Regions from separate parts of the Mus musculus genome. Here all the other regions are linked to region 1. The links are chromatin contacts, called in public Hi-C maps. All regions are on one chromosome and are shown on one strand. Each heading gives the region's core, a stretch centred on a gene start, on an enhancer-like site or on the middle of the called end of the contact. The rest is flanking DNA. Distances are from core to core; before and after follow the strand shown.

Evidence for each region. A called contact is a pair of places that touch in the nucleus more often than the background predicts.
Region 2: a contact with region 1 is called in a Hi-C map of liver, with 2.4 times the contacts expected there. The contact joins two enhancer-like sites. A contact is called at or near these places in 1 of 15 datasets of contacts at CTCF or cohesin (large pre-B cells), 1 of 484 Hi-C or Micro-C datasets (liver) and 2 of 115 datasets of contacts at active chromatin or transcription factors (bone marrow-derived macrophages and thymic regulatory T cells).
Region 3: a Hi-C map of liver shows a contact between it and region 1, with 2.4 times the contacts expected there. The contact joins two enhancer-like sites. A contact is called at or near these places in 1 of 15 datasets of contacts at CTCF or cohesin (CD8 T cells), 6 of 484 Hi-C or Micro-C datasets (group 2 innate lymphoid cells, liver, natural killer cells and 1 more) and 4 of 115 datasets of contacts at active chromatin or transcription factors (CD8 T cells, bone marrow-derived macrophages, effector CD8 T cells and 1 more).
Region 4: a contact with region 1 is called in a Hi-C map of liver, with 2.4 times the contacts expected there. The contact joins two enhancer-like sites. A contact is called at or near these places in 2 of 39 promoter capture datasets (both in liver), 1 of 15 datasets of contacts at CTCF or cohesin (CD8 T cells), 6 of 484 Hi-C or Micro-C datasets (bone marrow-derived macrophages, large pre-B cells, liver and 1 more) and 2 of 115 datasets of contacts at active chromatin or transcription factors (CD8 T cells and bone marrow-derived macrophages).

The regions. Positions count from the first base shown.
Region 1 is chr16:24,621,110-24,624,240 of GRCm38.p6, reverse strand. The region is part of intron 5 of Lpp (LIM domain containing preferred translocation partner in lipoma); the gene reads right to left. Among named protein-coding and RNA genes, the nearest start is that of Mir28a, 210 kb to the left of the region's middle. Within about 2 kb of position 1,485, at least 15 of the 459 cell types and tissues checked have an H3K27ac peak or open chromatin away from gene starts, as enhancers often do. A contact at or near this core is called in liver, where this site is marked.
Region 2 is chr16:24,303,547-24,306,789 of GRCm38.p6, reverse strand. No RefSeq gene overlaps it. Among named protein-coding and RNA genes, the nearest start is that of Gm38456, 8.9 kb to the right of the region's middle. Within about 2 kb of position 1,254, at least 4 of the 459 cell types and tissues checked have an H3K27ac peak or open chromatin away from gene starts, as enhancers often do. A contact at or near this core is called in liver, where this site is marked.
Region 3 is chr16:24,223,818-24,226,779 of GRCm38.p6, reverse strand. All of the region lies in intron 1 of Gm31814 (a long non-coding RNA gene), which reads left to right. Among named protein-coding and RNA genes, the nearest start is that of Gm31814, 38 kb to the left of the region's middle. Within about 2 kb of position 1,494, at least 5 of the 459 cell types and tissues checked have an H3K27ac peak or open chromatin away from gene starts, as enhancers often do. A contact at or near this core is called in liver, where this site is marked.
Region 4 is chr16:24,877,572-24,880,647 of GRCm38.p6, reverse strand. All of the region lies in intron 9 of Lpp (LIM domain containing preferred translocation partner in lipoma), which reads right to left. Among named protein-coding and RNA genes, the nearest start is that of Gm22672, 5.1 kb to the left of the region's middle. Within about 2 kb of position 1,532, at least 35 of the 459 cell types and tissues checked have an H3K27ac peak or open chromatin away from gene starts, as enhancers often do. A contact at or near this core is called in liver, where this site is marked.

The sequences.
Region 1 (3,131 bases), core at 236-2,735:
GAAAGTTCTGAATTCATCTCTCCATCTTGGATAAGGTCTCTTAAGATCCTTCTTGGTCAGGCTTTAATTTCTTATTCCTTTACTACTATAAAGAGCCAGGCAAAGATTACATTTTTCTGTTTCCAATCCTAACCAGCTCAGGGCAGAAAACATGAAAAACCCATGTGTTTGCTCAATGTGTGTACAACTAAGTGTTGGGCTTCAGTTCCCTTCCCTGAGTCTCCTATTCAGCTTGCCCACCCATTTACCCCAGTGGTTAAAGCTTCAGGAAGAGTTAGGAGTTTCTTACAAAAGGAGACCTCTGAACAGACCAAGAAATCAAGGAGAAGACAGTAAAATATATAAGATACGAGTAAAGATTCTCAAGGGGGATCATTGCTATCCTGGATTGATATTTCCTTCAGACAGCTGGAAAGATGCAACCATTTAATCTACTTTTCTATCAATTCCTCCATCGAAGAGTCAACCTGGGATTTTTTTATTGGGCTCTCAAGATGGGCCCTGGAGGTAGAAGCACAAAGCTTGTTGACCTGAATGTAATCAACAAAACCAAAGCATCAAAGAGAACTGAATTCCATGAGTTATAAAGACACACAGAAACACATTCAAAGGCATGAGCATGCAAGAGCACATACACATACAAACACATACACACGCATACACACACACATACACACACACACATACACACATACATACACACACATACACACACACACATACACACACACATACACACACATACACACACATATACACACATACACACACATATACACACATACACACATACACACACATACACACACATACACACACACATACACACACACATACACACACACACACATACACACACACACAGTTACAACATTTCTAAACAATAGACATTTTCAGTTACCTTTTCTACATTCAAAGCTTCAAAGCAAGCTCACATAGGATAATCTATAACATCTTTACAAAGACAGCAGGCTGACAGTTTCCGTCACCATCACTGTGAGCTTTTATTACTCAAATTCCATTCATTCCTTTAAGGTTTTAATTTTTATCAAAATTGAAGTTGTCCTGGCTGGGTTCCACTCTGACACACTTTCAAAAACAAATTTGTTCCCTTCCAATTTTGATATCTATCTACCTATAGCCACACAGTTATCCATAGTTCAGTGTGTGCACACTCAACAAAAAAATTCTTACACAGACTTTACAAGTCGGAACATTAGACTATGGAACTGGCATTTAGACATAGCTGTACTCAAATCAAAGTCTCCATTTTTTTTTGTAAGCCACAAGACCTTGGATAGCTTGTTTATTATCTGTCTGAGTTTCAATTTAATTTGTTTCAAAACAAAAAATGTTAGTGCCAAGCTGTAATAATGCTATAAAAAGGATATAACAAGAAACCGGAACATGCTTAATGAGATCTCACTAGTAAACTAGATACACTTAAGCATGTGAACATACACTGTGCAAAGACTTTGGAGAAAGAACAAGTAAAACATTAACCCATGGGACTGCTGACAGGGAACACAGAGTAGACATCCAAAGGTCAATTTTATAACATAACTAAATTTGTGTTTTGTGGAAACAATTTGATTCCATGTCTTTCAGGAGTAAACCATTGTCAAACAATTGCTGAAAGTGAATAGCACCATCCTACAGTTTAGATCTGGATGGAAATGAAGCTGAGTTGTTCTGTCACACTGTTTTGACAACTGAGAAAACTAGCCCATTGTTTGGTAACTATTGTGATTACTGGTGTGTTTTGTCCATTTTCACACATTTCCACAACCTCCCTGATGTCCTGTTAACCCTATCTGGCTGCATGCCACCTTCTAGTCAGTGTTACTAAGACAAAACATCAGCATTAAGCCTGGTAGATCTTTCCCACCCACAGTCTTTTATACTGAGCATGCATGAAGACGATCTAGGAGTGCTGTTCAGAACAAAGCCAAACTTGAAAAGGCTCTAAGTAGTTAGGAGAAACCATTATTCTTCAAAGAGTGGGAAAAGCAGTGGTAGTAAGGGTGGTCTGATGCCACCTGCATGGTACCCATCATTCTCCAAGTCTCCATCCTCCCCTGGGGCTCCAGCTTTATTCTCCTTCCACTTCCAAAACCACTTCCACTTAATGGCATGATAATATGTGCCAAATTCGTTGTACAAAAGAATGAAGATTCTCTATAGTCACCAGACAGAGACTTAGCCAAGATTTGGACCTGGTCTCAGCTAGACCATGTTGAAGGATAAGACAACATGATGGCAGATGGCAATTTCACTATAAAACTAGTAATGTTTATATATGGATTAATTCAACCCAGAGAAATGTGATCAGAAAACAACAACAACAACAACAAAAAGCTTTAAATTTACCATTAGCAAAAGATTTCTCAGAAGAGTCCTCTATTTAATGGAATTATGTCTGCAGATCTATGAAATAATAAAATTATTAAGAAGCTAAGAGACCTGGTGTGTGTGTGTGTGTGTGTGTGTGTGTGTGTGTGTGTGTGTTTCAAATTATGCAATGGATGGAACACATAAAAATCTATATCAAAAATCTGAATCCAGGGCATGCTAAGAGAGAAGACCAACATTGTCAAGCACACTGTAAAAGCATCTTTACTTGATCAAACTTGTGCTTAAACATCAGGCTTTGAGTTATGTGTCTGTTCCCATAGGTTGCTTCAGAGACTTTCCTACATTTTAGGAAGGAGTCCTCATCATGCGTCTACTCCAGGTGTTTATGGATGGGAAATGCTCCAAACACACACCAAAGACCAAAGCAGCAAAGGGTCAGAGAGCAACAGCTACTGCTGCCTCTGTACTGAGATCATGCAAGCTTCCAAAGACATGATCACTTTTCCAGCCAGCCTGTGGATTTGGTCCTCTATACACAAGTCCCGATGCTGTGTAACTATGATAGGAACATTACAAGTGACTGATACAGACAGAGGAGAGACATAATTATCCTATTTTCATAAAAAGAAAAAGGAAATATCAAAGTACTAAGAGATATCTGAACTGGCAAACAAGATAACCTAGGTCAAAGGTTGAACAACCTAAAACTTAACAAGCAGCCCTGTGAGCGCTTGCTTGAACCTTTAGTCTAGGGAAGCCCAAAAGAGTCCAAGTTC
Region 2 (3,243 bases), core at 5-2,504, 320 kb after region 1:
AAAGACTTTCAGTGGAGGTACTGGGATGCCATCCCGGCCACAAAACCTTAGAGCCAAAATTTGTCTTACCTACAAGATATACAGGGGTAAAGATGGAACAGAAATTGAGGGAATGACCAGTTGATGACTGTTGGCCAAGCTGTACTTGCAGACAGGAACCTAGCATAACTCTCATTGACAGGCTTCACCCAGCAACTGATGGAAACAGATGCAGAGACCCACTGCCAAACATTAGTCAGAGCTTGAGGAATTCAAAGAAAGAGGGGGAGGAAGGATTGAAGGAGCCAGAGAAGTCAAGAACAACACAAGAAAACCTACAGAATCAACTAACCTTGGCCCATATGGCCAAGTTGACTGAATTGCCAGAGAGCATGCATGGGACGGACCTAGGCCCTCAGTACAGAGGTAACAATTGTGCAGCTCAGTCTTCATGTGGGTGTCCTGACAACAGAGGAAGGGGCTGTCTCTGAAACCTGTTGACCATCCTTGGATCCCTTTCCCTTAACTGGGCTGTTTTGTGAAGCTTCCGCAAGAGAAGATGGGCCTAGTTTAGCCACAAATTGCTATGCCAAGGAGGGTTGATATCTGTAGAAAATCCAGTGATGGGCCAAATGGATAGGATATCCCTTTTCTGAAGAGAAAGAGAGGATGGGACAATGGGGGTGGAGAGGGAGGAGATGAGAGGGGGAGATTGGGAGGAGAGGTGAGAGGGGAAGATGTGATCAGGATATAAAGTAACTAAAAAACAAAACAAAACAAAACAAGAAAATTACACTACTTTCTTATATTTTCTCAGGTCATGATGGATTAAAACTAGAAGTGAAAGGGCAGGCCAGGTTGGTCAGTGTTAAGAGCACTTGACCTTGCAGAGGACCCAGCACCCAAATGGCAGCTGACAACTGTCTGTAACTCCAGTTCCAGGGGAACTGATGCCCTCTTCTGACTTCTAGGTCACCAGGCATGCACATGGTATACAGATATGTATATAGGCAAAGCACTCATGAACATAAAATAAAGGAGTCAAATCCAAAGTGTAGCGATAACTTTTCTTCACAATGGGTGACTCTGCATTTTCAATGGTTAATTCTGCACTGGCAGAGAGCTGAGTGCTGGCAGGGTTTTGGTGCTATCAGTTCTCTGGCCTGACACTGGATTTTTCTGTTTTGTAAATATTTGTCCTTCCTCACATGCCCAGGGCAACCTAGAATTGTATCAGAGATTGTCTCACTAGTGATGGGCTGTAATAAACATCTGATGTCCAATAACTGGGCAGGAAGGAGGAGGGTGGAACTTCTGGACAGAGAGAATGAAGGGAAAGAATGCAGCAATGGGAGAGTCAGAGAAGGGACACCAAAGGGAACAGATGGGGAGCAAAGAAAGATGTAGATCTAGTCATGTGGTAGGTCATAGGCAAGATCGTCAGGATAAGCTGGATGAGGTAGCTGGAGACTGCCCCAGTTGAAGGGCTGAGCTTTAAGCTATTTTAAAAGCACCCGTGTCATTATACCACTGGCAGGTCTGCAGGAAGACCTGCTATAAAAAAAACAAATAATGAAAAACTAGAAGCCAATAACAAGAGAAGCTACAAAACATATGGAGACTGGCTAATATGCTCTTTTACAAACAGTGAGCCATTTAGATAATTAAAATGTGCCCAGAACAGGTTCCAATGAAAGTACAACCCGTTAGAAACCCCACTGGCACAGCTAAGGCTGATCTAAGAGGGCAGCTTATAGCTATAAGTGACTGTGCTCACAAAGTACCAGAGAGATCTCAAGTAAATAACCTGACTGTATTGGTTAACTTCTCTACTGCTTTGATAAAATACCACGACCAAAAAGTACTTTAGAGGAAAGAAAGGCTTATTTGGCTCATGGTGCACAATCAACCATTGAACAAAGTCAGGTTAGGAACTCAAGGCAGAAAGCAAGAGACAGGACCGTGGAGGGAAGCTGCTTGCCAGCTAATTCCTTGGCTCACTCATTCTTCCTTTATGGTGCATCCACAGGCTTATACTTAGCTAGTTTTCTTATTTTGTTTTGTTTTAATTATAGGTATGTATGTGTTTCTGTGTTTATATTTGTAAAGAGGTATGCGAGTACCCCGAGAGGCCACAGGAAGTGTCCAGATGCTCTGGAGTTGGAGTTATAGGCATTGTAAGCCACTGACATGGGTGCTGGGGACTGAACTTGGGTCCTCTGCAAGAATAGTAAATGCTCTTAATCACTGCCCATATCTTCGGACCCTTTGCTAAATTTTCTTACAGTCTAGGAGCCCCTGCCTATACAATGGTGCCACCCATGGTAACCTTGGTTTTTTTAAAGCAGTTAAAATGTTCAAGACAACTCATTACAGTTATGTGCATAGACCAGCTTCATTGAAAGCAATTATTCAATTGATATTCTTTTTCTGATGATCCTAGGCTGCGTCAAGTTGATAGTCAATGCTAACTCAGTCATATATAACTCATGACTTCATAAAAACAAGAACCAGCCGTACCCTAAAGCATCAGGTAAAAAAATAATAACAATAAAGATTATGTACTTACATATTTACACAATATGATGTACACACTTAATAAAAGTCCACAGAATTGATCAAACAAAAAGTTAAATCCATTGAAAGGATAAACAAGATTGACAAATCACTAGCCAAACAGACCAAAAAGAATTCTCAAAGTGAAAACTAGAGATTAGAAAGGGGGTAGTTGCAACAGGTTCCCTCCAGGGAACATTAAGTAATACTTTGAAAATTTAGGTCCTCTCAAACTGGAAAATCCATAAGAAAAGGACAAATTCATAGACACACGTGAGCCCCCAAAATTGGACTAAGGGACCCACTGCTGAATTCATTTTCTGAGATAACTTCAAAACTCCTGAAACTGTGCCACAGTATAGAAAGGGAAAGGACACTAGAAAACTCATTCAAAATACCCAGTATTGCCCCATCACCAAGACTGGTAAGAACAAAACAAAGAAAGAAAACAAGATAGAAGTCTTCCTAATAGACACTTTCTTGTAAATCATATTCAAGAGCTCACTACAAAAGCCCTATAGCATGATCCAGTTCTTTGCGTTCAAGGATTGTTTAACATTTAAGTTAATAAATATAATACAGCACATAAGTAGACCTCAGAGAAGACCTCCCAAGATCATCTTAATAGATTCAGAAAAGGCCTTTGGTAAAGTTCAACATTGCTTTCCTGTAAAAGGCCAGAAGAAACCAGGGACATATGTAAAAGTA
Region 3 (2,962 bases), core at 245-2,744, 400 kb after region 1:
AAAGATTTCATTTGGCTTATGCATCCCAAGGCACAGCTCATTGAGGAAAGCCAAGGCAGGGCTCAAGCAGGACAGAAACCTGGAGGTAGGAGCTGATACAGAGGACACGAAGGAGTGCTGCCTACTGGCTTCGCTCCTCATGGCTTGCTCAGCTTGCTTTTTAATAGAACCCAGAACCACCAGCCAAGGGCCCTCCAGCATGAACACTAATACAGAAAATGCACCACAGGCCTCTCCATAGCCCACTATTATGGAGGATTTTTTTTCTCAATTTAGACTCTCACCTCTCAAATGACTATAGCTTGTGTCAAACTGACGTAAAACTAGCCAGCATAATTAACCTCTTGTCAAATTGACACATAAACACATCTCTGGTAAGCTATAAACTTTGTTTACTTGTTCATCCCCTAGATGACACATTAATATCAACATTGCAATATAAGAATTTTTATACGCTTAAGATGTTCCATAGCCTTACAATTTCAAACATCTCTTTAGAAATATCCAGTCTCTTTTAAAATGCAAAATCTCTGTAAAGTTCCAAAATATCTTCGAACGTTCAAAGTCTCTCAACTGTGGGATCCAGTACAATAAAAAAATAAATACTTTGCCCAGAAAAAAAAAGACACTGGGTACAGCTGCAATCAGATCAAAACCAAACCAAAATCCAATAGTGTAAATAAATCAATGTTCAATGTGTGATTCACTCCTGATCTTCTGGGCTCCTCCAAAGGGCTCGGGTCCCTGCTCTGACTCCACCCTCTGCTTTACATACAGACTGGCTCCAATGTTCCGGTTGGCTCCATTGCAAGGCTGATGGTGTTTGTTCTTGGCACTTGGCAGTCATTTCATGGTAGTAAACTTCTGGGGTCTTCTGTTTCCACTGGGCTGCATTCACCAATAGCTTCTCCTATGCTCTGTTCATGGTACCAAGCCTCAACCCTCTTCATGACCCCTTCAATCCTTTGTCTTCAACTTCTACCAAGGCTGTACCTTGACCAATGGCCTCTGCTACCACCCGCCCCAGAAGCTCAGCTCCAGTTGTTCTACATGACCCATCCATGCCTTCTAAACCATTACCACCCAGAAGACTTTTATACACTACTACTGTGTTTGGCTGCCAGCACAAGGTACAACCTTGGCCACCTGTGGTACACAGCTCTGTGGGCTGAGCCTGAGGAAAAGCTACTTTCCAGATTTCCCTTCCATGATTCTGGTATCTTCTTCATTGCCAATAGTTTCTCAGCTCCAACTAACCACTATCAGTTGTCCTACTAAAGTAGGTTTCACTTCAATGGTGCTGATCTTTTGATAACCAGAGCTTATTCTCCAGCCCCAAATGAGAAGAACCACAAAATCTTAACTCAAAATAGTAAATGGCTGTGGAAGAAAATTGAAACTTCCCTCTGAGACTTCACAACCTAGACCTGCATTGCCCTCAACATTCTTATCTTCTCAGCTCTTACCAAACTGCCCACTGAACTGTTAACATTCAATGGTTTCTCTAGCTCAAAGTTCCAAAGTCCTTTCACAGTACTCTGAAAGACAACATGGTCAAGTCTGTCACAGAAATAACCCACAATCCTGGTTTGAATTTCGGTCTTAGTCAGGTTTGCTATTGCTCTGATGAAACACCATGACCAAAACCAACTTGGGGAGGAAAAGGGTTTATTTAGCTTACATATCCCAAGTTCATCAAGGGAAGTCAAGGTAGGTATTCAAACTGGGTGGAAACCTGAAGGCAGGGGCTGATGCAGAGGCCATGAAGGAGTGCTGCTTACTGGCTTGATCCTTATAGCTTGCTCAGCCTGCTTTTTTTTTTTTTTTAAGAACATAGGACCACTAGCCCAGGGTGGTACGACCTATAATATCAATAACCAATTAAGAAAATGCTCTTCAGGCTTGCCTCTAGTCCAATGTTGTGGGGACATTTTTCTCAAGTGAGGTTCTGTCCTCTCAGATGACTATAGTTCAGGTCAAGTTGTCATAAAACTATCCAGTGCAGGGTCTTCATTCTCATTCTGCAGACGAGGAAATCAAGATTCTTGGGAGTAAAGTGCTCTTCTCAAGTCCATAGATATTGGACAATGTCTCCCAAACTTGAATTCAAAACTCTTTCTTCTTTCCTTTTTATTAGATATTTTCTTTATTTACATTTCTAGTGTTATCCCCTTTCCTAGTTTCCCCTCGAAATCCCCCATATCCCTCCCCCTTCCCCTGCTCACCAACCCACCCACTCCTGCTTCCTGACCCTGGCAGTCTCCTATACTGGGGCATAGAACCTTCACAGGACCAAGGGCCTCTCCTCCCATTGATGACCGACTAGACCATCCTCTGCTACATATGCAGCAAGAGCCATGAGTCCTATCATGTGTTTTCTTTGGTTGGTGGTCTAGTCCCAAGGAGCTCTGGAGATACTGGATAGTTCATATTGTTGTTCTTCCTATGGAGCTGTAAAGCCCTTCAGCTCCTTGGGTACTTTCATTGGGGACCCTGTGCTCTGTCCAATGGATGGTTGTGAGCATTCACTTGTGTATTTGTCAGGCACTGGTATGTGTAGCTAGGTGCTTTTTATGTAATCACAAAAGCCAAAGAACCCAGGGACTGGAAGTTTGTTGAGAAAGAGATTGAATCTTTGTTTGCTTTTTTTTTTTTTTCCTTCACTCATCATTTATCATGGTGCTTGGAATATAACAGTCAATAAGTGATTGGACAAAGGTTGCTTAAGCTTCAAAATTAGGTTGTCCTGAAAAAACTCTGTGTTGCTAAGAAATGGAAGCTAAATTTCAAGTCTTCAGAGATGATTTCTTGAGGCCATGGATGGCTTCCCAAGTCCTGTGAATCATGTGAATACTTAGGAAGCAAAGGCATTCTGGGAAACACTTTGTAAGATGGGTTTACCAGTACTCCAGTTCTCTGTGTGTGTAAGCTCCCTTAGCTGATGCCCTGAAGAGCTGGCATG
Region 4 (3,076 bases), core at 283-2,782, 260 kb before region 1:
AGTCCCTTCACAACCTTACTTTGTGTGTGAGAGGAAATGGTTGTCCTTGGCTACCTTCAGACTGGCAGAACTGCTCAGTTACAAATATTAAAGCCTAAAATCTATTCTAATGAACTCTGGTGAGACTCATATCTTCTAAGCTGCAGACAAATGCTTGGTAAAAGAAAACACGAAGAAACTGTCAGAGTTGATCAGCCTGAAAGAACATTAGAGACATCTGCAGAAGAAAGCATACAATTCTATAGGAGGGGCATGGCTGGGCCAGAAGGAACACTTTCTGGACCACGTGAGACTCTGGGAAAAGGAAAATTTCCTAGGAGTCACAGATGGAGGCTGGTCACATCCTCTCTGCTGTGTGTTCTGTTGCTGTGGTCACCATATGACCAAGAGGCATTTGGGGAGGAGAGGTCTTATCTCACCTTAGAGTTTACAGTGTATCATCAAAGGAAGCCAAGGCAAAAACTCAATACAGGAACTTAATGAAGAGGCTGACTTCAGGCCCATCCTCAGGTACCTTCCTGCAATACCTTCTGTCATCTCAACACAAACTTAGACATGCATTTCTGAGAAGAGGAAATCTCGGTTGAGGGACCCATCTCCATCAGATTTGCCTGTGTGCATATCTATGAGGCATTTTCTTGATTAATGGCTGATGCTAGAGGACCCAGCACACCATGGGCAGTGCCATCCTTGGGCAGGTGGGTCTGGTGTGTATAAGAAAAGGAACTGAGCAAGCTAGTGAAGAGCGTTCCTACATGTTGTTTCTGTTGCAAGTTCCTTTCCTGGCAAGCCAGTAAGCAGCATTCTTCTCTGGTTTTGCTTTAAGCTGTCTGGACTTTGTGTGCTGTGACTAAAAGCATGCACTCCTATGCCTTGCCAGCTACCTTTCTTATACAGCTGAGGCACACTCTTCTTACAGATGGTACATCCTGCAGCCTCCCCCAAAGGAATCGGGAGGTTTTCCTAAGGACTCCTTCAGAGTTTAGTTTTCCAACCCAAGATACATTTTGTAAGATAAGTACATAAACTGAATCAAGGCTGAATCAGGTGTGGAGAAAATCACTTAGTGGACATTTCTGCATAGCCTTTCAAAACATTATGAAAGTGGGAGTGGGTGGGTTGGGGAGCAGGTGGGGGGAGGGTATAGGGGACTCTCGGGATAGCATTTGAAATGTAAATGAAGAAAATATCTAATAAAAAAACAAACTTGGAAATGGCCATATTCTCCTGCTGTCTGTGGAGCATTTCTGAGCAATCACTCTTGTACTGAAGTTGTTCCTTATTTAGGCTATCATATTCAGTAAACACTGCTAATTTTATAAGATGACTAATACCCATGTGCCTAATAACGAGAGAGACAAGTCAAAGGTCCTCCCTTACTGAGCTTATATGAAGCTCAGAAACCACGTAAAGCCATAAAACTAAACAGAAACTAGTAATATTTTCTTGTATCGCTATGTGATCCTATTTGAAGTCCATCTTAAGCAAGAGATACACAGAGGGAGTACAAAGTCAAAGGTCTTTAGTGGCTGTTTGGACCATCAACACAGCTTGGCTCCACCAACATACTACTGAGTTCAAAGTGGAGACAGTTACAACAAATACAGCTTGCTTTATTTCTGAAACAAACTGTGCACATATTTGCGGCCACCCCACTAATTAACCTGGAGATTGCTCCTTTCATCTCCTCCGTGGTTTTCTCCCCCTAGTTACCACATGTTGGGGTTATTTTTTGCCATCTGGGATATATTCAAACTGTTCTCTTATAGGCACCAGAGAGAGGATGGTACAAGTGATTAAGAGACTGAGGAGTCTGACTTTGTAGAAAGATTAAAAGAGCTATATATGTAACACACCGGGGCTGGAGGATGACTAAGGGGTGCCATGATGATGGCTATAAATATCCGCAAGGTGTAAACACTAAGGAATAATTTAGCTTGTGGCAGGTGGTTCAACTAGGAGGGATGGTGCCTCAGAGAAGAGAGATATTTATTAAAGAGTAACTTAGGCACTTCAGAGGTTCCCCATGGGATTTGCTGGAGGGAAACATGAAGAGCAACTTCAAGAACAAGGCAGTGGGAATCGGAGACATGGGCTGGCCAAACTCTTGCTTTTGTAAATCAGTACCTGATCAAGGAAGATGGAGAGGTCTTCCAGCAGTGCTCTGAGGATGGATCCTGAGGACTAGGTGGTCCTACTGTCCACTAAAGCAATAAGGAGAGGGGGCATGAAGGGCAGTGATGAGCCCCTTCGTCTGTCTTGTCTATACCACCACTATCCTTAGGATAGCTTCTGAGGAACTTGCCAACTCCAAAAGATTGTAGAAGAGATTTGCTGAGCTAAAAATCTTGGAACAATATATTAGAGGGTTCTTTTTTTTTAAATTCATGCTTATTCAAAAGATTCTAAACCATTTAGAATAGGTACTAAAGTTATACTTGAATGAACTATTTATTGACCTACTTATGTGGCAGCCTAGCAGAGACAGCAGTAACCTTCATGCATGGCTTGGTAAAAGGCTTTCTCCCTTTTACACATACATGGAATTTCCCAGCTAGCTTTCAAAGCCTGAATCCATTGGCTCCCTGCTACCTTATCAGGATCCTGTGCCCAGCCTCTAAGCCTGCTTTTAGAGGGAATTTCATTCTTATCTGAATCTTGTGGTTTGTCATGTGGCTCCTGAAAGATGTTCCATGTGTTTCATATTGCTTCCCTCTGAGACACTGCTTTCCACATACAACTTTGAACACTGGATTGGTAAAAATTCACAGAGTAATAGAGGAATTCTCATTAAATTTCTAGTAAAATTGAAAATGTTTTAATAGAACAGTTCTTGGGCAAATGGCAACGAATCTTAACATGTAGCTGGAACAGGTAACACAGAATGTGAATATCCACATAAACAAGTGTCAAGTGATTACTGCACAGAGCAGGCATTGGAACTCACCGAGAAGAGAAAGATGAATGGGACCTGGCCTTTGCCTTCTCTAGAGCTCATGGGCACACAGTTGTTACATAACATATAGATCCAATCAGGGCAGATTTAGAAGGGAAAGTGTGGACTCAGGCTTTGAAA